Linked DNA regions of Mus musculus: regions 1, 3, 4, 5, 6 and 7 are each linked to region 2. A link is a contact called in public HiCAR-type, HiChIP or PLAC-seq and promoter capture Hi-C data. All regions are on one chromosome and are shown on one strand. The core of a region is the stretch at or near the end of the contact, and the rest is flanking DNA. Distances in the headings are between cores, read along the strand shown.

Region 1 (2,700 bases), core at 104-2,603, 1.0 Mb after region 2:
TGATTCTAATGTAAGAATACATAGTGAGAAAGCTAGGCTGAATCGACCAATGAAGGTGGAGAATCTAGCATGAAGCATTGGTAAAGGGTGTGTGTACAGTCAGAGCATGCCTGGTGTGCCTGCCCCACCCCACCCCACCCCTCATCCCGAGACAGAAGCAGAGTTTGAATAAGACTGAGAGGAGGCACAATTCACTTCAATATAAAGGACTGTTCAGCAACTGTTCTCAAAACATTTATGAAGACTTCCTTAAGAAACAAGCATCTACCTTTCAGGCTTAGGACATTTCTATTTAACTGGAGCATCAAGAAGACTCAAGAGAGCATTCAGCATCAGAGTTCTTACATGACTTGGCTTCTAAGTTTCCGATCCTGAGGTAACACCAATATGGAACATAATGTCTCACTCAGGACACACATACATGAAAACTTTCACTTCTTCCCATGTGCACTCCTAAGGCCTAGGTCTTAGTCATATGGACTATTCTTTGTAAAAATAGCTTAAATGATTCTCAGTGCAGCACAGTGAATCATAAGATCTAAAATGGAGATTACATAGAGAGCAATATCCCAGGAGCAGAACCCAGAGAGCTTGTGAGCTGCTACTGAACTTCTGAATCTTCAACAAGAAGAGCAGGCTCCCAGGACTCTAGTAATTAATCAATCAATCCCTAAAGATTGATGACCTTGCTCATAGCACCCATTGTGGGATACATAAAACAATCACTGTGATTCTAACATCAGAATTTAACCACACATTAAGACTGAACATGTAGCCTAAACGGTGTCAAATCTAAGCTGTTGTCATGATGCTGTCGCAAATATGTCTAAAAACCTACATTCTCTTACAAAACAGATTTGCGAGGTGCTGGGAATGCTGCTATCATTTATAGCTGCCTTCAGAATGGACACTTACTTATAAATGAATGGGTGTGTAATAACACAACAGCACCATCATCAATCTCTCCACTGCATAGCAGTCTGCAATACATCTGATGAGAAATGTGTTTACTCTTTCGGGATTAAAAATAGAAAAACACAATAGAACAAGTTCATTGGCAGGATCAGGTGGCTACTTAGTCTATAATAGAATCAGGAAATGAAAGTTCCCTGTGGTGTGGTAAAAACTCAGCGAGAACCTGATTTTAGCCAACACAAGCAAGTGATGTGGGTGAGTTTCCTCCGTTGCTAGCACTAAGAAAAATTAACTGTCCCTCCTTTTAATCAGCTAAATATTTATTCAAATCCTCAGCTTGTTATTTCTTCATTAGCAAGGTTTCTCCTGCTGCTCTGCAGAATGTGTGAGGAACTTCACAAATGTCAGAAGCACTCAAGTTGAATCAAGTAGGGGATGTGATAAAGGGTTTATAATCAAGAGGAAGTACAACAGTGGCACATTTCAAGCTGGGAGATAATAGATCAATACAGAGGGCTCTTTCCCATGGAAAAACACTGCTAGCTACTCTCACTTCATGACGTTTTACTCATCAAATCTCAAACACAATGCGTGTCTGTGTTCACCATCATTGTAAATGATGATTTGTATTCTAATCCTCAGAAAAGAGGAAAGAGGGGGAAATTTTTAAGGAGAAACTCCTTTGTGAACAAAGGAGAGCCAAATAAATTAATCAAAGTGTTCTTGGGAAAGAACTAGTGCTCTAGGAACTCCTGGATGGCATAGGAGAAAGTGTCCTGACAATGACAAGTCAGCTGACGCTGTGCTTGAGGCAAAGACAGACATAGCAGCTTTCCATATCTAAAAAGAGGTTTCCAGAAGCTTCTGTTTGCTGTGGCTTTAGGAATGTCAAACTGGCCTGTCTGCCTGTGCCTTTTATAAAGAAGAATGTGTGTTCTCTTAAAACAACAGATGTTTTACTTTTCATGTTGTGGTTCAATACCTATCACGGTTAGTAAATGATCTCCAATCCCTGATCCTGACATCAAATTTTATCCCATTAGCTTTTTCATGTAGTTCTATGTTGTCTTTAACACCAGAGGTCAATGAGAAATCATGCCCTCATCAATTATTTCTGAAATGTTCCTTTCTGTCACTACAGGCATATATTACAATCTAACTGCTTCTGGTTCTCCTTTTTTAATTGATAAGCATGGAATAAGCCCATCAAGTCTACTATTTCTCCATAAAATATGATATAACACTTGTAAATGGTTACAAAATCACAGAGAAGAAAATGTTACAGTGCGTAAGGATAGAAATGAACCTACAGGAAGTTTATGATGGCAATGCACATCTGTCTCGATTAAGAAATTCTAACCATACTTTTCTCATTGTAAATATAAGTGGACATTCCATTTTAGGAAGGAGCCATTAGAATAATCAACAATCTTACCAAGCTGTGAGCTTTGAGAACTATAATAGTAAATGGCCTGGTAAGATATGCTAATTTGTGCAGTAGTGGTACAAATGTTTCAGGAATAACTAACCACTTTCTGATTTGATTGAAGCATATCCCATAAAAAAATGGAATCCATTCATAAAAAGGGGAACTGCATGCCTCACACCACTAATGGGGCCAAGAATGCATAGTTTAGCCATAGACCTTAGAAAAACCTGTTACTATTGTTTTGATAATTTGACCTACTAATAAACTGCTTCTTAAGTAGTTCCTTTACAGCAATAGACCACTGCATCTCTCAACCATCATCAGAAACGTTCTTTTATGTAGCAGATGGCAATTAA
Region 2 (2,789 bases), core at 212-2,711:
GTGGCCTGTGGCTGCTCTTGGAGACGATCCCTCCGGTCCCTCCGTGTCCCTCTCAGGTTTTGCGTGCATGAAGCCAGGAGAGCAATTACTTCCCTAGAAACTCCTGGCTGTCCTATCCTTGGGCCAAGCTGAGCTCCGGGGCAGCTTCGCCAGAGTTCTCATTCTGGATCACCAGCATTAAATACCTTTCCGCTGTCCTGTGTGGCCCAAGTCAGCAGACTATGATGTAGCCCAGCCAGGGACCCTGCTTCAGCCAGGCAAAGAGCGTCGGAGCTTTACACTTGAATGCAAAGCGCTAGCTTGGCTTCCTGTAAACTTGCTATTTCCACACCCCACACCCCCCAAACGAGATCTGTTCCCCCAAATCATAATGCGACTAGCCCACAGCGTCCTGGTCTCGAGGGCCAGCGTCCGAACTCCAGTTCGGCGGCCGGAACAGAAAACAAAAGAGTTACAGAATAATTTTCACGGTGTGGGAACGCCGGATCCTCCGGGGTCCCTGCACCCCGACTCCTAGCTGCTCCTCTGGCAAGTGATCCGGAGCAAGGAAGCGATGCCACGAGCCCCCGCTGTCCAAGAAAGGGAGGGAGAAGAAGGAACTAGAATATAAACTGAATTCTCCTACTCTGCCTCAGTTCCCAGACCCCAGACACACCCCCAAAGTATTCCGTGGGTTTTCTCTCTCGATCTCTCGCTTTTTTTTTTTTTTTTTTAAATGTCTCCCGGCAAACCTAAGCAGGGATCCTTAGTGGCGAACAGCAGGAAGGAAAGAATCCGAGCAAATCGTGTCACTTTCCGCACAATCGCGTTGTTTGGCAAACCCCCGGAGCTGCTCCACAATATTTACTACCCGAGCGCACGCAGCGCCGCCGCGGGCTGCGACCGAGCGCGCCCGGGACGGGCCTCTGCGAGCCGGCCCAGTCCGCCCAGCGGGCCCCATCGCGGTCCAGCCACCGCTGCCCCCCTCCCGGGATCGAGCCGCCAGAATCGGTGCAGACAAAAGCAGAGTGTTCACCTTGTTGCAATAGTAGGGGTCCAGGCAGGGAGAAGGTCCCAGACAAGGAGCGGCGGGCGCAGCAGCGGGCTGGGCTGGAGGAGGATAAAATCTTACGTCCATTTCACTCTCACATCAAGCAACTCCTTTTCTTTTCCTTTTTGAAAAAAAAAAAAAAAAAAAAAGTGCTCAGAAAAAAAAAAAAAAGCTCAGACGGAACAGAGAGGCGTCTGGGCTCAGGAGTAAAAGAAACACCTTCCTTCCCTCACATCCGTTTGTGGTTTGTTTAAGAAGAGGAAGAAAAGAGAGAGAGAAAAGAGAGAGAGAGGAAAAAAAAAACAGAGGGTGGAAAAGCGCTCAACTCTCCCCCCCAAGCCGTGGCGCGCACCCGTCCACACCGAGCGCGCAGCCTGCCTGGTCCGCTCGGCCCCGGCGCTGTCGGCCCGCCGCCGCCGGGCAGGTAACTTCACGCGCTCATTGTCCCCCCCGCCCGCCGCCCCATCCCCGCCTCCCGCGCCCTTCGCCGCCCGGCACTCGCGCTCGGGCTCGGGGTACTGGGCGTTTTATTGGAGACTCTGCCTTGCTTTGCTTTTAGTTTTTCTCCACGTTAGAGGCCTGGGATGGGGGAGTGATGGAGTGTGTGTGGTGTTGCAGGGGAGATCAAGATCGGAGGACACTAGTGCCCCGGACCGGCGGGGTGCCGACAGAGGCTGGACGCGGCCCAGAGGGTACAGTTGGGGACCGAGAACCAGGCGAGGGACAAACGCAGAAGAAGGGAATGCGGCTCGATCAGTAGTGGCGGGACCCCGGGCAGCGTCAGTGCCCCAGTCAGCACCCCCGGGTGGGTGCCATGGAGGTGGATACAATCACACAAAGGGGCTGGAGAGACTGAGCAAAGGCTGACTGGGGCACCGTGGGGCTCGCACAGCAAGGGGGCGCTGTGGCGCACCCCCGCCCAGCACCCGCAGCCCCACCCCCGCCCCACCCCATTCTTTGAGCCCCCCACCACTTACTCCTGCCCGCTAGCTGCACTGCCAACCTCTGCCCCGCGCGGGAGGTAGAGGAGAGGCTGTCTTGTGGCGCTGCTCGGGAGCCTGCAGGGAGCGCAACCTCTGCCCCATTCTAGTGTGCAGCTGACCAAGGGACCCCAGTTGATCTCTGTGCGAGGAGCGGTGCTCCTGGAGTTAGTGCTCAGAGAGCCTCGGCATTCGGCTTTGGTTCTCAGTGGGAGGGTTTGCAGAGGCTGAGCCTGCCCTTGCGGGACTAGCAAAAAAGACTCCAGGGGTGCTTAGAAGGGTAAATAAGGAAACAGTTATCAGCACACCATGCGCTACAGGGAACACATCTGGGCTAGTTACTTGCCTCTTGGAATTATACTTTCACTGTTGGATTCCCAGTAGCACTCTTGGAGCTCCACTGCCCACCCCAACCTTCACGAATCAGCTGTCTGCTTCCCTGGGCTCTCTTTGTTGGTAGGATAAAGATATCATCCATATTTTGCTTTACTTCGTCAACCCCAAAAACTTGCAATATTGTGTCCCCTGGCATCTGGGAGAGTTTTGGGACCCTGATGACTGTCCAGCGGACATCTTACGTTCTCCCTGAGAAAGACTTTAGAGAGAAGTTAATATAGGGGTGGGCAATGTTTACCTTTCAAGGGTGAATTCCTGATTGCTTCACACCTTAGGGGCCTAAGACCCTGTAAAAAAGTGGAAAATTCATGTCCACAGGTATCTGTTTCTGGCGTCAAAGAATATATGGAAACAGTCTTGTTACCTCCCATCCCCCACCCCAA
Region 3 (2,879 bases), core at 145-2,644, 1.5 Mb after region 2:
GAGTTTCTGAACAGACACCCAGAAAAGATGACTTGAGTGAAGTCCCTTAGGCAAAACAGCCTCAAGCCTGAAGCACCCGGGGAAGGTCCCAAAGACCAGTGAACCCCATTTTTTTCAGTTGCTTTTCACATCAAGTTCCTGAGCCTTTAGCAAACCACCTCCCTAGTAATGAAGAAAAACCTAGTGAGGTCCTGCTTGTCAGTTGTGCAAATGAAGTAGCAACCAACTTCAGTCATCCTAGCATGGTACCATCAACTATAATCACAGAATGGTTGATTCCCAAGGGAAGGGATGACAGTCAGCAGGAGGCTGGCCACGAAAGCCACAAAAGCCCACTCATTCCTCCTCCAGCAACAGAAGAGAGATGGAAGCATTAAATCAGCTTCCTTACACAACTCTTAAATTTCCTGAACAGATCCACGAACATCATTCTGCTATATTCTCTCTGTTTCTCTGTCTCTCTCACTTTGTGTGTGTGTTTCTCCTTCTATTGTGGTTTCCAGAGAATGAACTCAAGACAGGCTTGCATGGCAAGTGCTTTTATCTGTACATTTTGGGGACACACTTTTTTTTAGATAGGGTCTCATGCTTGACCCCTCAGTGTTGTAAAGAATGACCCAGAATTCCTGATCCTCCTGCCTCTATCTCCCAAGTGCTGAGATTATAAATGCATGGCTTACTTGTAGTAACCTTTGTCCTTTTGATAGTCACTTTCTTGTAAGTGGGCTCTCTAGAAAACTGTTTCAGATAGTAAACTAACTCTGTCCTCCACCTTCTTTAAAATCTGGGCTTTTAAAGAACTGGGTTTGCCTCTAGTTGGCAGCACTGGCAATATATACAGAATATATTCAAAGGCAAAAGTACCTTCAAACTGCATGCACACACATATGTTTTTTACTAATTCCATCATGTCATACCAGGTATTTCCTTTCATGTTGCTTCTGTATTTATTTCAGTTTTTCGTACAATACATACACAAAACATGATTAAGCCATATATTGTACACATTACACCTATACACAACATTGCACTTAGAATCCTGGTCTGATAAACAGCATGCAAATGTATATTTACTTCAATATTTATACAGTTGGGTTTTTTTTTACATCTTTTTAAGAGCGACATAACAGCATTATAGGGACATACCACGATTACACACACACACACACACACACACACACACACACACACACACACACACACACAGAGAGAGAGAGAGGGCGGCGACTGAACCTAGCAGGCTCCGTTTCCTCGCGACTCCCCGAGCCCCGGCCTGGTAGGCGGGGCTCCGGGGTAGGCGGGACTCCGACCGGAGGGCGCGGCCGCGGCTCCTCCCCTCTCCTCCGGCGGCGCAGGCGGCGGCAGCACTTCCGGGTCGGCGCGGAGGCGGGGCGGAGGCGCCGCGGCTGTTATTGTTCCGAAGGGCTGGGCCGCTGTGCTCCGCGCTCGGCGCTGTCAGTTCGTCCCGCTGCCCCTCGGCCTTTGCTGCTGGCTCTGACGGCGACCGACGGCGGGCGGGGCCCGGGTTCGCGGCCGAGCGGCGCCGGTGAGGGCGCGGAGGAGGCGCACAGCGGGAGGAGGAGCCGTGAGCCTGGCACGGAGCGGCCGCGGCCATGGCGTACGCCTATCTCTTCAAGTACATCATCATCGGCGACACAGGTGAGGCCGGCGGCGGGCCGGGGGCGACCGGGGCGGGCAGGCGGGGCAAACGGCGGCGGCGGCGCCGAGCGGCGCGGGTCGGGGGCGCAGCGCCTCCCTTCCTCCCATCCTCCCTCGGTCCCCTGGCCGCCGCTCCATTTCCGCAGTGCTGGCGCTGGTGACGTGGGCGCTGCGAGCGGCCGCGGCCTGCCTGGGCCTTCCTTCCCTGCTCCGCCCGGGCCCGCTGCAGCCAGGCCCGCGGCAGCCGTTTGCCACTTCCCGGAGAGTGTGACAGCAGCACGGCCGTCCCCGGGGGGCCCCCGCCTCGACTGTCTCCGCGGCCCGGGGAGAGAGAGGGAAGTCGAACGAATTGGAGCGTGACGGGCCCCGGTCCAGATTTTTCTCCCTGGTCCCACCTCCCCGACCTGCACGCTTCCGTCTAGGCCCTGGCAAGGCGCACCCTGAAGTGGGACAGCCTTTTGGGGAGGAAAAAAAAAAATTAAAAAAGGAAAAGAAAAAAACCTAAATTTTTTTGGAAATATCCTCAATCTCCAAGTCCGAATAAGTGAGATCACATGACTCGATGGCAGGGCAATTCTTCTCGGGATCATTAAAGCACCATTGAGCTCTGGCGACTTTTGCCACGTGTATGCTGGCATTATTTGACTTGATAGTAATGCAAGGCAGGTCAGTGGGCTGGGTGTGAGCATACTGTGGGTATGCTGACTTACTACTGATTTTTTTTTCTTTTTTTTCGGTTTTGTCAAGTCCAGGATCACAACTGTTAATTTTCAGGTGACCTCGTGTACATTTGTAGCAAAAAAAAAAAGGAAAAAAAAGTTCCCACTTAAAAATAGCATCCTCATAAGTTTCTGAAGCAAATAAGCAAGCTGTTCATGAAATACTTTGAATACCTGCGATTTGGGCCATATTTCGAATCTAATAATAAACGTAAAGCTTATTTAGGTGTTAAAACTATTAATACACTAGAGTCTGATTTCAGTGGTGAGTGTTGCACAACCTGGACCCCTTACACAACTTTGTAAATGTAGAAGCATCTTGAGGTTGCCCTATGATGTAGCAGGTTCTATAAGTAACTCTGGAAGTATGTTGATTGCTACCTAACACAAACTTCCTGCAGTTAATACAGTTTTTCAGCCGTGTGTGTGTGTGTGTGTGTGTGTGTGTGTAAGGAAACTGGATGGTTTTCTATGCAAGGTACTGGATAAAGCCATATTTTG
Region 4 (2,840 bases), core at 161-2,660, 1.2 Mb after region 2:
TAGTGATTGTACTCAACAAATATCTACCCTTTGGTCCTCAACATTACAAAGAAGTAAACTCCTATAAGTGATATGTCATACAAGTCCCACACTCTGGTAGTTTTCTTTCTTCCATTTTCTCATATTTTGTTACTCTCTTTTGTTGCTTCTAGTCTTATAATAAAATGATTCTATAGTTTAACTGGAAATTTTAAAGATCTGAGAACAGCTAGACAGACTGGAAAGAGATCTCCTGTGCACTGATGCCACAAGCTCTACTGTTGGTGCTTATGACTAGACAGAAAAACAGAACAGTAAGTGCCACACCTACTCCAGTAGTGACTTCGAGTGACAGGCCCAAACGCTTGGACACAGTCCTGAGGAGGAACTGTGGCATCCTATAAAATTAACGTTCCAAATCTGTCCTTGCTTTAGTCAGCGAATGGATCTGTGTGCTTTTCTTCAATATTGTTTTATTATAAGTGCCTCAACGGATTGATTTTGACATATAGCTAAGTTAGATTAGCCTCCACCAGTGTTCCAATGTCCTAGGAAGTCCTTGAGCCAATCCTGGGCTTGGAATTCAGTAAGAATGTTACCTATTCAGTAACATTCAGAATTGCCTCTAGTACTGTGAGAGACATAGTGAAAGAAATCAAGCATTACAATTCACTAGAATATGGGCCGGGCATGGTGGCGCATGCCTTTAATCCCAGAACTTGGGAGGCAGAGGCAGGTGAATTTCTGAGTTTGAGGCCAGCCTGGTCTACAAAGTGAGTTCCAGGACAGCCAGGGCTACACAGAGAAACCCTGTCTCGTAAAACCACAAGAAAAAACAAAAAAAACAAAAACAAACAAACAAACAAAAAACCAATTCACTAGAATAGAGCTAGTAATCTCAGGGCTAGTCTACATAATACTTAGAACAATAGATAGCTGAGTCATTCCCATACACAGGAATTTACAATGGCCTAGGGGGAAGGTGGACTATACAATAGACTAGAATTGGAACTATGGCAAGGGCATGAAGCCCTTGCCTCTGACTTCTAAGATTTAGCTGACCTTAGGTGGGGCTGCTTTTGATCCCAGTTGTTAACACTGATTTTATCCCAGTTGGTTCCTGTTAGCTTTTGTGTTCACGTTCCTCTGTTTTGTTGTAAAAGTAGTTTTGCATCAGATAACTTCATTGTTCCTTGGATGGCCTTAATGTATCATTTAACTTCTTTGTTTTCTGTAATATATAAGACTGATGTTCGCTTTGACAAATTACATTCAGATACCACACTCCCTTGTGTCCATATCTGTTTGTCACCCTTTCCGACAACTCCTGCCCACCTGTACCGGGACCCTGATTTCTCCCGCTGATTGAGGGGGGCCGACTGAGGCCACTCTGCAGCAAGTAAGTGGGGGGAGGAGCCAAGGATCACAGGACTGAAATGTGAGCATCATCTGTGTGCACACTGGCAACAATGAGAACCTCCTAAGGACTCTGTACTGGTAAAAGTGAAGAGAAACAACAGCTGAACATGTGACCAGTTGGGTCATGAATTGACACAACTCTTGGGGACAGTGAGTTTTCTGAGTTAAAATAGAACTCTGGTAGTTCATTAACAAAATTAGTCACTAAGCCACAGTATAGTTGATTATAAGAGAACACTGGCAGTTACCCAGGTGAAAATACATTTTAGAACATGCTTAAAAGTTACACTGGAGAAGGAGGGAGGGGTTAGTAGCACTCGCCACTCTCCCAAGCATGCAGATTCACTTCCAAGTATCCGCAGAGCAGTTCACAAACATTCCTGACTCCAGTTCTAAGGGAATCCAATGATGCACGTGATACACTCACATACATACAGCTAACACACTCACACACATAAAATTAAATGAATAAACCTTTAAAAATTAAAAAAAAAAAAACCCTACACTTAATAAACACTTCATGTATGACATATAGTGATTCAATGAGAAAAAGACACATCAAACCAGCAGGTAAGTAACATACACAGAATGATTCCATATGGAATATTACATGCATACACAGATCACATGTACACATGTTAATATCCCTTCCATACTTATACTGCAGAACAACTAGTGGAAACATTTAGGTTCTGTTTTCTCATTGTCACCTCCCCACCACCTCTGAGACACTCTGCTACAGCTTTCTTAAAGTGAGGGAAACATTGAGATTGAGAGACTGTCACACTCTACCACATAGGTTTCCTTCTGAATCATTTTAAAAGCTAAATTGAGTGTTCCATAACTTCAGTGCAGAATGCGGTGGCGATTATTAGTAAGGATTATCCTACAGAGTGGATAATCTACATAAATGCTCTCTCAGGATGGCTTCAGGCACATAGGTATGACATATAGTGATTTAATGAGAAAAAGACATATCAAACCAGCAGACAAGTAACATACACAGGATGATTCCATATGGAACATTACATGTCACGGTCACAGCAAGCACATGCTACCTCACATACATGGCCTCTGGCCATGCCAGGATACCTGGAGCTGGTGATGATGGCTATTACTGGCAGTACAGTTCCAGAGATGTGTGCCATCAAATGCTGTGGTTTCTTGAATTTTTAACCATGTATGCCTATCAATTGTACTTGGAGTCATGGAAACAAAGGCAAAGAAATATCTCAGTGGTTAGTTTGCCATAGCATAGACTAGAGAGGGAAAGGAGATAATCCAAGGGAGGGAGGCAGACTAGATGACAAATCCTCATTCTATAAAATATTCAGAGTGGGCATATGTGACTTAGTGACCCCACAGAGGAATTGGCAACTCGTCCCATCAAGTGAAAACATACATTCTCCCCACCCACTCAATAATCTCTTTTCCAGGGAATT
Region 5 (2,844 bases), core at 159-2,658, 1.4 Mb after region 2:
TAAGTATTCTAACTTCATGGCTTTGACCCACTAGAAAGTAAGATATTGAGTCAGCAAATCAACAGTTGCTGAACAGGGTTTTATCAAGGCATTAAAAAAGGTTTCCTCATAGGTCTACAATACAGGACCACCCTCCTACCCTCAGGGAAACCAGGACCTGGGAAGCTGGGCTCTATTCCTTCTGGGCATTTGCCAAACCACACTAATTCATACAGTCAAACTAGAGGGTGACAATTCATGCATTATCTCTTCAAAGGCATTTGTATTGCTTATGACTGGACATCTAGTTGGCAAGATGCCACTACCCCTGGTCTATTAGTAGTCAGAGAGCAGATATCCATGGTAAATATCTCAGTAGTTAGTTGAATGCTTTGTTGACAGAAGAATAGGATTCACCACCTGGAAGGCTAGAAATCAGAGACTAATTTGAAAAAAAAAAAAAAGAGAGAGTGGGGTGGGGTGACCACAAGGTGTGTAACTCTGTTCCAGTTCAAATGTGGGTTTCAAAGTCAAGCTTAAAGTTAAAAAAATCAATCTCCAGGGAGCCACTTACTAAATTTGAAATTTGTGCCATGGGATAAGTTTCAAATTTCTCTAAACCCCAACTTGTTGATTTGTAAACAGGAATAATATACCAGTAGTGACAAGATTAGGATTTGGGAAAATGCCGCCCAGATTGCAGCACAAGGCATGGAATACCTTGCCCCATACACAGGAGTTCTCATCATTTCACTTCATAAGTTGAGACTGATTAGCTCTGCAGTCATAACATCTTTAACTAGAAGGGACGCTCGGGATCTCCCAGCCAACTACGACTCTTTAGCATCCAGCCAAGCAGAGGTAACTGTGTAGGGCCCAGGACTTCTTCCAAGATACTCAGTGTTGGACAGAAAGCTTCCATTAGGACCATTGCCAATGAAAGTGAGGATGGAAAACAGGCCATGTGTATCAAAATATGAACTAATTTTTTTCTTGCATGATTGGATTTCTGAGTGCTGGTTGTCCTCCTGGAAACTCCCTTTGAAGGTGACACCTTCTTAAAGACACTTTGAAAACAAGCTCCCTCCAAAATCTCTTACAGAGCACAGCTGTTAAAATCCAGTAGCCAGGTAGATATGAGCAATTTCTTTCCAACGTAACTAATAAATGAGAAGCTGCTCTCAAAGCCTCAGCTAGCATCACTTAAGCCTGGGAAGTGCACGGTGACACTCAGCTGGTGCCTGGCACTGGTGGAGATATCACTGAAGTACTGAAGGCCATGCCAGGAGTCACAACTGTGCCACCTGCATTCTGGCTGGGAATCACAAGCCTGCCAGAAAAAGTCAAACAAGCCTGGTTTGTCCTTTTCCTGATCCTGGGGGCTAGAGGACACTGTTAACTATCTGCTCCACCTCCCATCTGCAGCTCAACCTTGCTCACAGAGTCACTGTCCTCCCTAAGACCCACATGGTTCCCCTTGCCAAGTGGTGCCAATCAAGAGCACCTGCCTTCCCAACTCGATTATTAAGGACTTTAATGGAGTCTGTTTTCCCAGGGTGCTTCCATATCCTTGAGAGGACATTGACGCCCCATGGAAGGAAACAAACATTGTCATCACTGACCTTGGAGTCAAGAGAGATACCTTTTCAGGTTTATGGACTAATAAATGGTGCCATCTAACCTCCATGTTATGCTTCCATCAAGAACATACAAAATAAACACATGAAAACAGACAGCTTTCTAGTGAGCATTTCTAATCAAAGTTGCTTTCTCTGAAGGCAGTGACCTCTGTGTAGCTGGTTCCAATAAGGAGCTACTCTCTGGTCTCTGTATGGATAGACAGCACTGACCTCAGAACCTCCGTTCATTGCACAGTCCTCCTTGGACCAACAAGCCTCTCATTGTAAGGCATGCTGGGTTCCAGTGGATGTCAAAAGCCCCATTCTATCCTGGGTGGCTCATTCACATAAAGGAGACCCACACACGCTCTGCTGCAGACAGGGACAGACCTAGCTCTGCAGATGTCCCTGCCACTTCCCTGTCACTTTCACCCATCACAAAAACTTGGATCTCTTTCCAGAGACTTGCACAAAGCTCGATTCAGACTCTGCCTGTAACTGGTGCACACTTGGCCTGCAGATGGACAGAGATGGAGAAGAAGGAGTCCCAGTGTTTCTCGACACTTGCCTGGGAAAGCTTGGGAATTCCTGGCTTCTTTACCAGCTTCAGCTCTGGCTTGGGGGGAAAAAAGCAGCAAGCCAGAAAGTTGCCAATGGTTTCATTCAGTCCGTGAGACTGGGTTATTGCAAGTCTGTGTGTAAGAGACAACCAATACACAAAAGTCAGGAAATCCAGGAAAGCCATTCCCACACCCACTGAGGCATCCCACACATAGGTGACCCTTGTCCCTGCCTGGGCTCTGGGCTCTGAGCTGTGTCCTTGGCAGAGTCTTGGTGGAAGCAATGCTGGGGTATGTCAGTTAGGAACTGGGCTAAAGGAAAAAAAATGACCTCTGTATTCATTACGCTACAATATAACTCTTACTAATCAGTTATTTTAAATTTGGTCATAGGCACTGAGAAGTACACAAATGGTTAGTGAAGTGCTTGATAAAATATTTACAACACAGATAAACCTCTGTAATCAATATTTTGTCATGGACCTCGGCAATGCCAGCACTCAGAAGCCGTGAGCATACTCTCCCCCATCCCTATTATAATAACAAAGGCTGGCCATAGAAATTGGCAAGGGAATATAATGAAGCCAACATAAGAAGAGATATGATAACACATAAAATGTCTCCTGGAGGTGTATGTCATGGCATTTATGTGTCATTTCATCACTGGAGAGGCCGGGGCAGGGACT
Region 6 (2,838 bases), core at 172-2,671, 1.2 Mb after region 2:
AAACGCACAGCAGAAAGACCCAATTCCGCAAGCCTGTGTGTGCACTCCTTCCTTCATAGCTCAGTAAATGTTTGTTTGAGCAAGAGGCAGCTCCAGGCACAGTTTTGGAAGAACAGCCAGCTGAGATAATCATCACTTCACCCTCTTAGCCCCTGAGAACTCTATTAGAAAATAATTCCCAGAAAAATGCAACTTATAAGGACCATGAAAATAGAAACTGTGTTGGTGTCGCCTTTAAAACCATACAAGTTAAATCAGAGCTTGCTTATAAAAGTGCAGAAACATGTGTTCCAAATTACCTGATTTTGACTTCAGGATGACTTGAATGGTGTGTCCATCGTTGGTGACTTCACAGTCCCGGCACACCACATAATTTGGAGACAGGCGGACATCCAGCAGTGAGGGGTCATACCTGGCTTCTCTGGAGTTTAGGTTGATAGGTGACTGGTACTCCCCATTAGCATCAGGAAACACTAAGCCCCACTCAACACCTGAAGACAAAATGAGACTAGGTTGGATTTTTTTAAGGTTAATGACAGTAAAATATAACACAAAAATCTCATAATCCTTAACATTATAGCTGTGACTATCATCTGTATGTAGATGAAATATAAGAAATGTGTGTGGGTTTTTACATTCATTACGTGAGTGATCTGTTGTTAAATATCACACACAAAATCCTCTACTGTCTGTGCATACAGACGCTTTGATGTAGGGATCTAAGAAACTTATGCCATCTTGAAGTGACTAGAAAAAAGATACCTCAGAAATTTCTTCTGCTCATCAGTTCAATTATGTGCAGTACTGGGAAATTTCCTCAAAGCCCCACATGCTCAGAGACAACAGAAAACCTGTAACGCTAATGAGCGCCACTTGTTTAAAATGCAAATACAGTGTCCCATACATATTAGTTCTTTTGCTCTTTTCTCCGTGTATACAGGAAACATGGGCGGGCACTAATGACTATTCGAAGCCCTGGATCTGCGAAGACAGATTTAGAAAACTCTTTTTAAAGTCCCCAAGATCCAGCCTGCAATTCGGGACGGTTTTTCTGAAGTGCGTTTGGTTATACTTCCCAAGACTAGAAAGCAACTCGGTTGCACGTCTGCTCCAGGCTGGGAGATGTGGCTGCCTGGGTGCAGCAGGTGCGAACAGCACTCAGGCAGCCACGGAGGGGCAAGTGGGGGACCGCGTGGGGCGTAGCAGCCGCGACAGCGGCCCCACGAGCCTACCTTCCTCGTAACCCCACTCCACGCCCTCCTCCTCCTCCTCTTCCTCGTCTTCCTCCTTCTCGGGGAAGGCGACTGCATCCTCAATGAAGCTCAGGTCAGCCATGGGCAGCTCTGCGACACGGGTGCGGGAGCGGCAGGCGCGGGGCTGGGGACCGCACTGAGCGTGGCAGTCCCCGCGAGCGCGAGAGGCAGCGGTCCGGCGCAGGCTTGCGCGTTTTAAGGTCGGTGGGGGCGTGTCTGACTCGAGGACACGCCCCCCGCCCTACACTCCCACCTACACCCCCTCTCACCCCACAATCGGGACAGGCAAGCCTGCGAAAATCAAACTGGGGCTGCAGCAACACGGGAAGCCTGCTGCACCCAAGTCCTAATACCCTTTCAAAAGCCTGGAGACTCCAAAATCCGCCCTGTCTCCCGTGCTCCCCTTGCTCCAAACAATTTTCCCAATGGAGTTGCCTTGCTTTGGGAACGGGATTGAGACCGGGAACCCAACAAGACTCCCTGGTCGAATGGTTTATTGGCCATCGTTTACCGGTCAATTTTGTTGGGGTTTGGTTTTGTGAGACTGGGTCTCAAGGAGACCAGGTTGGCTTCAAACTCCTCCCAGTGGAGAAGCGGATGACCTTGAACTGCACAGGGCTCGCTCCACTTTGCAAACACTGGGCTTGCAAGAATGCACCACCACCATGGGGCCAAGCGTGGTGGTGGCAGCTTATCTGAGCGAGTTTTACTTTTTAATCCGTCCTTAAAACACAGGGAAAATGAATATGGATTTTATTTTTCCCAAAATAAGTCCAACAAACATTTCACGAAAAATAATTTAGCAACTAGACATAGGTATAGTTTGAGAAATTTTTACTAAATATATTTCAAAGACAATGAAATGGGGTGTTTGGTTCCACTTTCTAAGTCTGGGGTGCTGCTGCAGGCTCACCTTGCTGTGGACACCGCTCCCAAGCGCCTCGTGAAGTCGCGCAAATAATGAAATGCACACACATTACGAAACAAACAGGAACTTTCCCCGATCCAAAGAGGTCAAGTCGTTACCCCTGAAGCGTGTGTCCCAACCTCAGGCTAATGCTTCATCCTGGTGTTCCAGCCCTGTTCAGTAACCCCTAAGCTCCTTTCCTCCACGATAGCAGATATATTTGCATAGTAAGTTAGTACTCAGGCCTGCAGTATGCTTTGCCTTTTACATAGCCCATGCACACTCCACAGTGTCTGTGAGATTAATGGATGCATCGAGTTCCTCAAACAGGGCGGGGGTGATTGATTAGCTGGGAAATTTTAAGGTGCCGGGTTGCTATCCTTTACTGCCTGTTGGGGCCTTAACTTAAAAAATAAATATCGTATCACGTCTTCAGGAAGTGGATGGAGGCTAAGGAGAAAAACATCAGTTGACCTACTCCTCCACTGTCTGAAGAAAAACAAAAAACAAAAACAAACAAACAAACAAAAAACCTCCTGGACAGCTGCAGCACCCACATGGCCTGTGGGTTTCAGGGTGTGTGTGTATGTTGTTGTTTTTTTTTTTTTTTAATTAGGTACTTTCCTCATTTACATTTTCAATGCTATCCCAAAGGTCCCCCATACCCACCCCCCAATC
Region 7 (2,891 bases), core at 72-2,571, 1.1 Mb after region 2:
CATGAGCTTATTCATGTATCTCTATCACACCTTATCTTTATACTCAGGCCAATATAATCTTTCATATCCCTGGTATAATGACCAAATAATTCCTAGTTTCCATTTAAGCTGAGAAGATATCCAAGGATTCCTAACTGTGCTGGTATCTCCTCACCTACCTACAAGTGGCCCTAAAGCCCAGAGCTTTGGTTACCAAGGTTACCAGCATCTTCTGATTTATATTATCATTTACTTAGCCCTACAGATTTATCTAACCCTTCTGTAAGTTACAGAATTTCTAGTATGTGATTCCAAGAAACCATTATGCTTTTAATCCCTCACATTGTCATGACTTGAAGCCATGTATTGTTTGTGGACATGGGGGTCATCTTGTACATGTAGACTAAGACTCTGACTGAACTGTGGCAGCATCTTATATAATTTATGCTACACAGAACATAAATAATAAATTCTCATTGAGTTCATGATTTTGATTTCAAATTGAAATGTTTAAAAAGTATAAATTATACATCACAAACATTATTAATATTTGAGATTTAGTTATCATCACAAAGTATGACTTATGGCATAGTCTAATTTACAGACCAGAAAATTTAGGCTTAATGAAGCTGAATAAATTTCCCAAGGTCAGACATCTGGCAAACAGTAGATTTAGACTCAAACAGATAGTTCTTTGATTCTAGAGTCCACATTACCATATAAATTATTAAAATGAACTAAATATGGAGGAACTGAATAAATGAATAATTAAGATATAAATCAAAGACACTTTTTCAAACTCTCTAGTTACAATTCCCATAGACTATGTGCTTTTCTTCTATATACTTAACTGAGCAAAAGAGTTTCCAGTAAATTTCAGACTCAAGGAACATATGTTTTCTGTATTAAGAGTTCATACTGTTAATCCCACACATGTGAGAAGAAAGACCACTGACCCAAATCTCGATCTAAAAATTAATTAAAGCAAAAAATCAATTAATTAAAGAAAGCTTGTTTTATTTGTATATACAGGCTGACTCTCCCTAAAGGTGGGGTTCTAGAGACCAGCATTGGACATAGGTAAGATAAGGGATTTTATAGTCCCAAAGTAGGGGGTTTCCAAAGGGGGTTGGACAAATAGCAGGTGTTACAGAAACAGAACATAAGCATAAGAGGTTGATCATAACCATCTCCTGAGGCAAAGACATTATAGCAAAGAAGTCATAACAATGTTTTAAATCAAAGACACAGTAGGTGTTTCCTGAACAGGCATTACAGAACCATTTGTAGTTAAGGTTAAGGTAGTCCAATCCTTGAGAAACAGATTTAATCATAAACAGGTGTGGGAACTAAAAGGGGTAGGGGAAGGAGGGGGGAGAGAGTATAGCCCACATCCGGCCAGAGTCCCTCCTATCCTCTGGGCAGGCAGATGTGGGAGGGCTGCCAGACACTTTCCACTCGGCCCCGGGTGGGCATCTAAGTCACTGACCCCACTCGACAGGGAGTGGACAAGGGGCAGCCCCTGACTATAGACCCCAGAGCAACACCCTGTAGCCTGTAGCCTGTAGAGGGTGGAGGGAGGGAGGCAAGAGTCCTTAGTCCAGGCCTTGACTGGAGCACAGGATGGCCTTCCATCAGGAGATTAGAAACGGCTCATTAGAGGAAAGCCTATCCCATCATCTAAGCTCAGCGGGCCTTGATGAACAGAGACATCCTATGGTTTTAGAGCTTTATTGTAGAAAGGCAGGGAGAATGGAGAGAAGGTGGAAAGAGAGAGAGAGAGACAGGCCATGGGCAAGAGGAGAGAAGGAGGAAAAGGAGAGAGAGAAGAAAGGCTAGAGTAAGAGGGAGAGAGGGAGAGGAGAGAGAGAGAGAGAAGAGGAGAGGAGAGGAGAGGAGAGGAGAGGAGAGGAGAGGAGAGGAGAGGAGAGGAGAGGAGAGGAGAGGAGAGGAGAGGAGAGGAGAGGAGAAGAGAGGAGAGGGGAAAGGAAAGTAAGTGTAAGAGAAGAAAGAGAGCGAGGTAGGGCCAAGCAACCCCTCTTTTGGTATGCAGTTATCTTTACTGCTGCTAGGTAACTGGGGAGGAGTTTAGCCTGAAGGTCAGAAGCTTAGGACAGTGCCTACAAGACTACTAGCCATGCTTCTCTTGTGGGGGCTGAGGGGGTGGTAATTTTGACAGGAGCCAGGGTTCCAGGAGACATGAGAGAACTCCTTCTGTCCCATATAGGTGAATTATTACCACCGAGTCCCAGGGTTCAACATCTAGCCTCAACTGGAAACCAGGTTGTCTGTGCATAGCTCAATGCCCAACAAACAGGAATGAATCCAGTTTGTTTTTATTTTAAGATGGCTTTCATCCTAAGATGGAGGCAACCCGGTTTATCAGTACAAAGATCTGGAGTATTAGAGAAGTGTTGAAAACAGTTGAGTTAAGTCAGCAAAGTGTTTGCTTTGCAACCATGGGGATCTCAAATTGATCCCTAGAACAATGCTTTAAAGGCAAAACAAACAAATGAAAAAAACAGCTTTAATTCCAGTGCGGCGGGTGGGTAGCTCCCTGAGGATCACAGTTTATCCTATACTGCAAACTCTAAGACAATGAGATACCCTGTCATAAAAACCCAGGAAAATGATGCTTGAGTGACAGTACTCATGGTTGTCTGTGGCCTACACACAAAGCAAAAATTTAGATAATGTTTCCATTTGCAATATGATATTAATATTAAAAATACTGAAGATAAAAGGCTTACTCAAATATGCTAAGAATGGATTCAGACTTACAAAACGAATAGGAATATTATTTGAGGTTCTAAAGTTCCCTATTATTTAAATTTATTGGTGAGAATTTCACTGTTACTAAAACAACATCATAGCATTCTTATTGTTGTGATAAAACACTCTGACCAAAAGCA

What was found. Promoter capture Hi-C pulls out the DNA fragments that hold promoters and counts their contacts. HiCAR-type assays count read pairs that join an accessible place to other places. HiChIP or PLAC-seq counts read pairs in DNA pulled down with a chosen protein or histone mark.
Region 1: a contact with region 2 is called in an H3K27ac HiChIP or PLAC-seq map of acute myeloid leukemia, with 9 times the contacts expected there. The contact joins the enhancer-like site here to the promoter of Tox in region 2. A contact is called at or near these places in 11 of 39 promoter capture datasets (the 3T3-L1 cell line, the C10 cell line, the HPC-7 cell line and 8 more), 3 of 484 Hi-C or Micro-C datasets (CD4 T cells, the MC3T3-E1 cell line and embryonic fibroblasts), 10 of 115 datasets of contacts at active chromatin or transcription factors (DN3 thymocytes, the SCID.adh cell line, T-cell acute lymphoblastic leukemia and 7 more) and 3 of 9 other capture datasets (adipose tissue, embryonic stem cells and liver).
Region 3: a contact with region 2 is called in an H3K4me3 HiChIP or PLAC-seq map of embryonic stem cells, with 4 times the contacts expected there. The contact joins the promoter of Rab2a here to the promoter of Tox in region 2. A contact is called at or near these places in 1 of 39 promoter capture datasets (maxillary cranial neural crest) and 3 of 115 datasets of contacts at active chromatin or transcription factors (acute myeloid leukemia, astrocytes and embryonic stem cells).
Region 4: a contact with region 2 is called in an H3K27ac HiChIP or PLAC-seq map of embryonic stem cells, with 7 times the contacts expected there. The contact joins the enhancer-like site here to the promoter of Tox in region 2. A contact is called at or near these places in 3 of 39 promoter capture datasets (hippocampal neurons, liver and pre-B cells), 2 of 484 Hi-C or Micro-C datasets (both in embryonic stem cells) and 2 of 115 datasets of contacts at active chromatin or transcription factors (both in embryonic stem cells).
Region 5: a contact with region 2 is called in an H3K27ac HiChIP or PLAC-seq map of oligodendrocyte precursor cells, with 16 times the contacts expected there. The contact joins the enhancer-like site here to the promoter of Tox in region 2. A contact is called at or near these places in 12 of 39 promoter capture datasets (the 3T3-L1 cell line, cranial neural crest, embryonic stem cells and 8 more), 4 of 484 Hi-C or Micro-C datasets (the N1E-115 cell line, cerebral cortex, embryonic fibroblasts and 1 more) and 10 of 115 datasets of contacts at active chromatin or transcription factors (T-cell acute lymphoblastic leukemia, astrocytes, embryonic forebrain and 7 more).
Region 6: a contact with region 2 is called in a HiCAR-type map of astrocytes, with 4 times the contacts expected there. The contact joins the promoter of Car8 here to the promoter of Tox in region 2. A contact is called at or near these places in 4 of 39 promoter capture datasets (cranial neural crest, frontonasal cranial neural crest, hippocampal neurons and 1 more) and 2 of 115 datasets of contacts at active chromatin or transcription factors (astrocytes and embryonic forebrain).
Region 7: a contact with region 2 is called in a promoter capture Hi-C map of maxillary cranial neural crest, with 9 times the contacts expected there. The contact joins the enhancer-like site here to the promoter of Tox in region 2. A contact is called at or near these places in 11 of 39 promoter capture datasets (the 3T3-L1 cell line, the C10 cell line, cranial neural crest and 7 more), 1 of 15 datasets of contacts at CTCF or cohesin (pro-B cells), 4 of 484 Hi-C or Micro-C datasets (the N1E-115 cell line, cerebral cortex, forebrain and 1 more) and 12 of 115 datasets of contacts at active chromatin or transcription factors (DN3 thymocytes, the SCID.adh cell line, acute myeloid leukemia and 9 more).

The regions. Positions count from the first base shown.
Region 1 is chr4:7,992,023-7,994,722 of GRCm38.p6, forward strand. No RefSeq gene overlaps it. Among named protein-coding and RNA genes, the nearest start is that of Gm23860, 170 kb to the left of the region's middle. Within about 2 kb of position 1,354, at least 14 of the 459 cell types and tissues checked have an H3K27ac peak or open chromatin away from gene starts, as enhancers often do.
Region 2 is chr4:6,989,375-6,992,163 of GRCm38.p6, forward strand. Tox (thymocyte selection-associated high mobility group box) reads right to left here and starts at 1,462. Exons shown (of 9, transcript NM_145711.5): 1 at 1,016-1,462. The coding sequence starts at 1,117.
Region 3 is chr4:8,534,250-8,537,128 of GRCm38.p6, forward strand. Rab2a (RAB2A, member RAS oncogene family) reads left to right here and starts at 1,395. Exons shown (of 8, transcript NM_021518.3): 1 at 1,395-1,659. The coding sequence starts at 1,614.
Region 4 is chr4:8,153,526-8,156,365 of GRCm38.p6, forward strand. The region is part of intron 8 of Car8 (carbonic anhydrase 8); the gene reads right to left. Among named protein-coding and RNA genes, the nearest start is that of Car8, 84 kb to the right of the region's middle. Within about 2 kb of position 1,411, at least 13 of the 459 cell types and tissues checked have an H3K27ac peak or open chromatin away from gene starts, as enhancers often do. A contact at or near this core is called in embryonic stem cells, where this site is marked.
Region 5 is chr4:8,372,938-8,375,781 of GRCm38.p6, forward strand. It overlaps Gm42252 (a long non-coding RNA gene), which reads right to left. Exons shown (of 3, transcript XR_881096.1): 3 at 1,997-2,290. Among named protein-coding and RNA genes, the nearest start is that of Gm42252, 45 kb to the right of the region's middle. Within about 2 kb of position 1,409, at least 32 of the 459 cell types and tissues checked have an H3K27ac peak or open chromatin away from gene starts, as enhancers often do. A contact at or near this core is called in neural stem cells, oligodendrocyte precursor cells and stem cell-derived neural progenitor cells, where this site is marked.
Region 6 is chr4:8,237,620-8,240,457 of GRCm38.p6, forward strand. It overlaps Car8 (carbonic anhydrase 8), which reads right to left and starts at 1,422. Exons shown (of 9, transcript NM_007592.3): 1 at 1,233-1,422; 2 at 300-491. The coding sequence starts at 1,335.
Region 7 is chr4:8,071,885-8,074,775 of GRCm38.p6, forward strand. No RefSeq gene overlaps it. Among named protein-coding and RNA genes, the nearest start is that of Car8, 170 kb to the right of the region's middle. Within about 2 kb of position 1,322, at least 6 of the 459 cell types and tissues checked have an H3K27ac peak or open chromatin away from gene starts, as enhancers often do.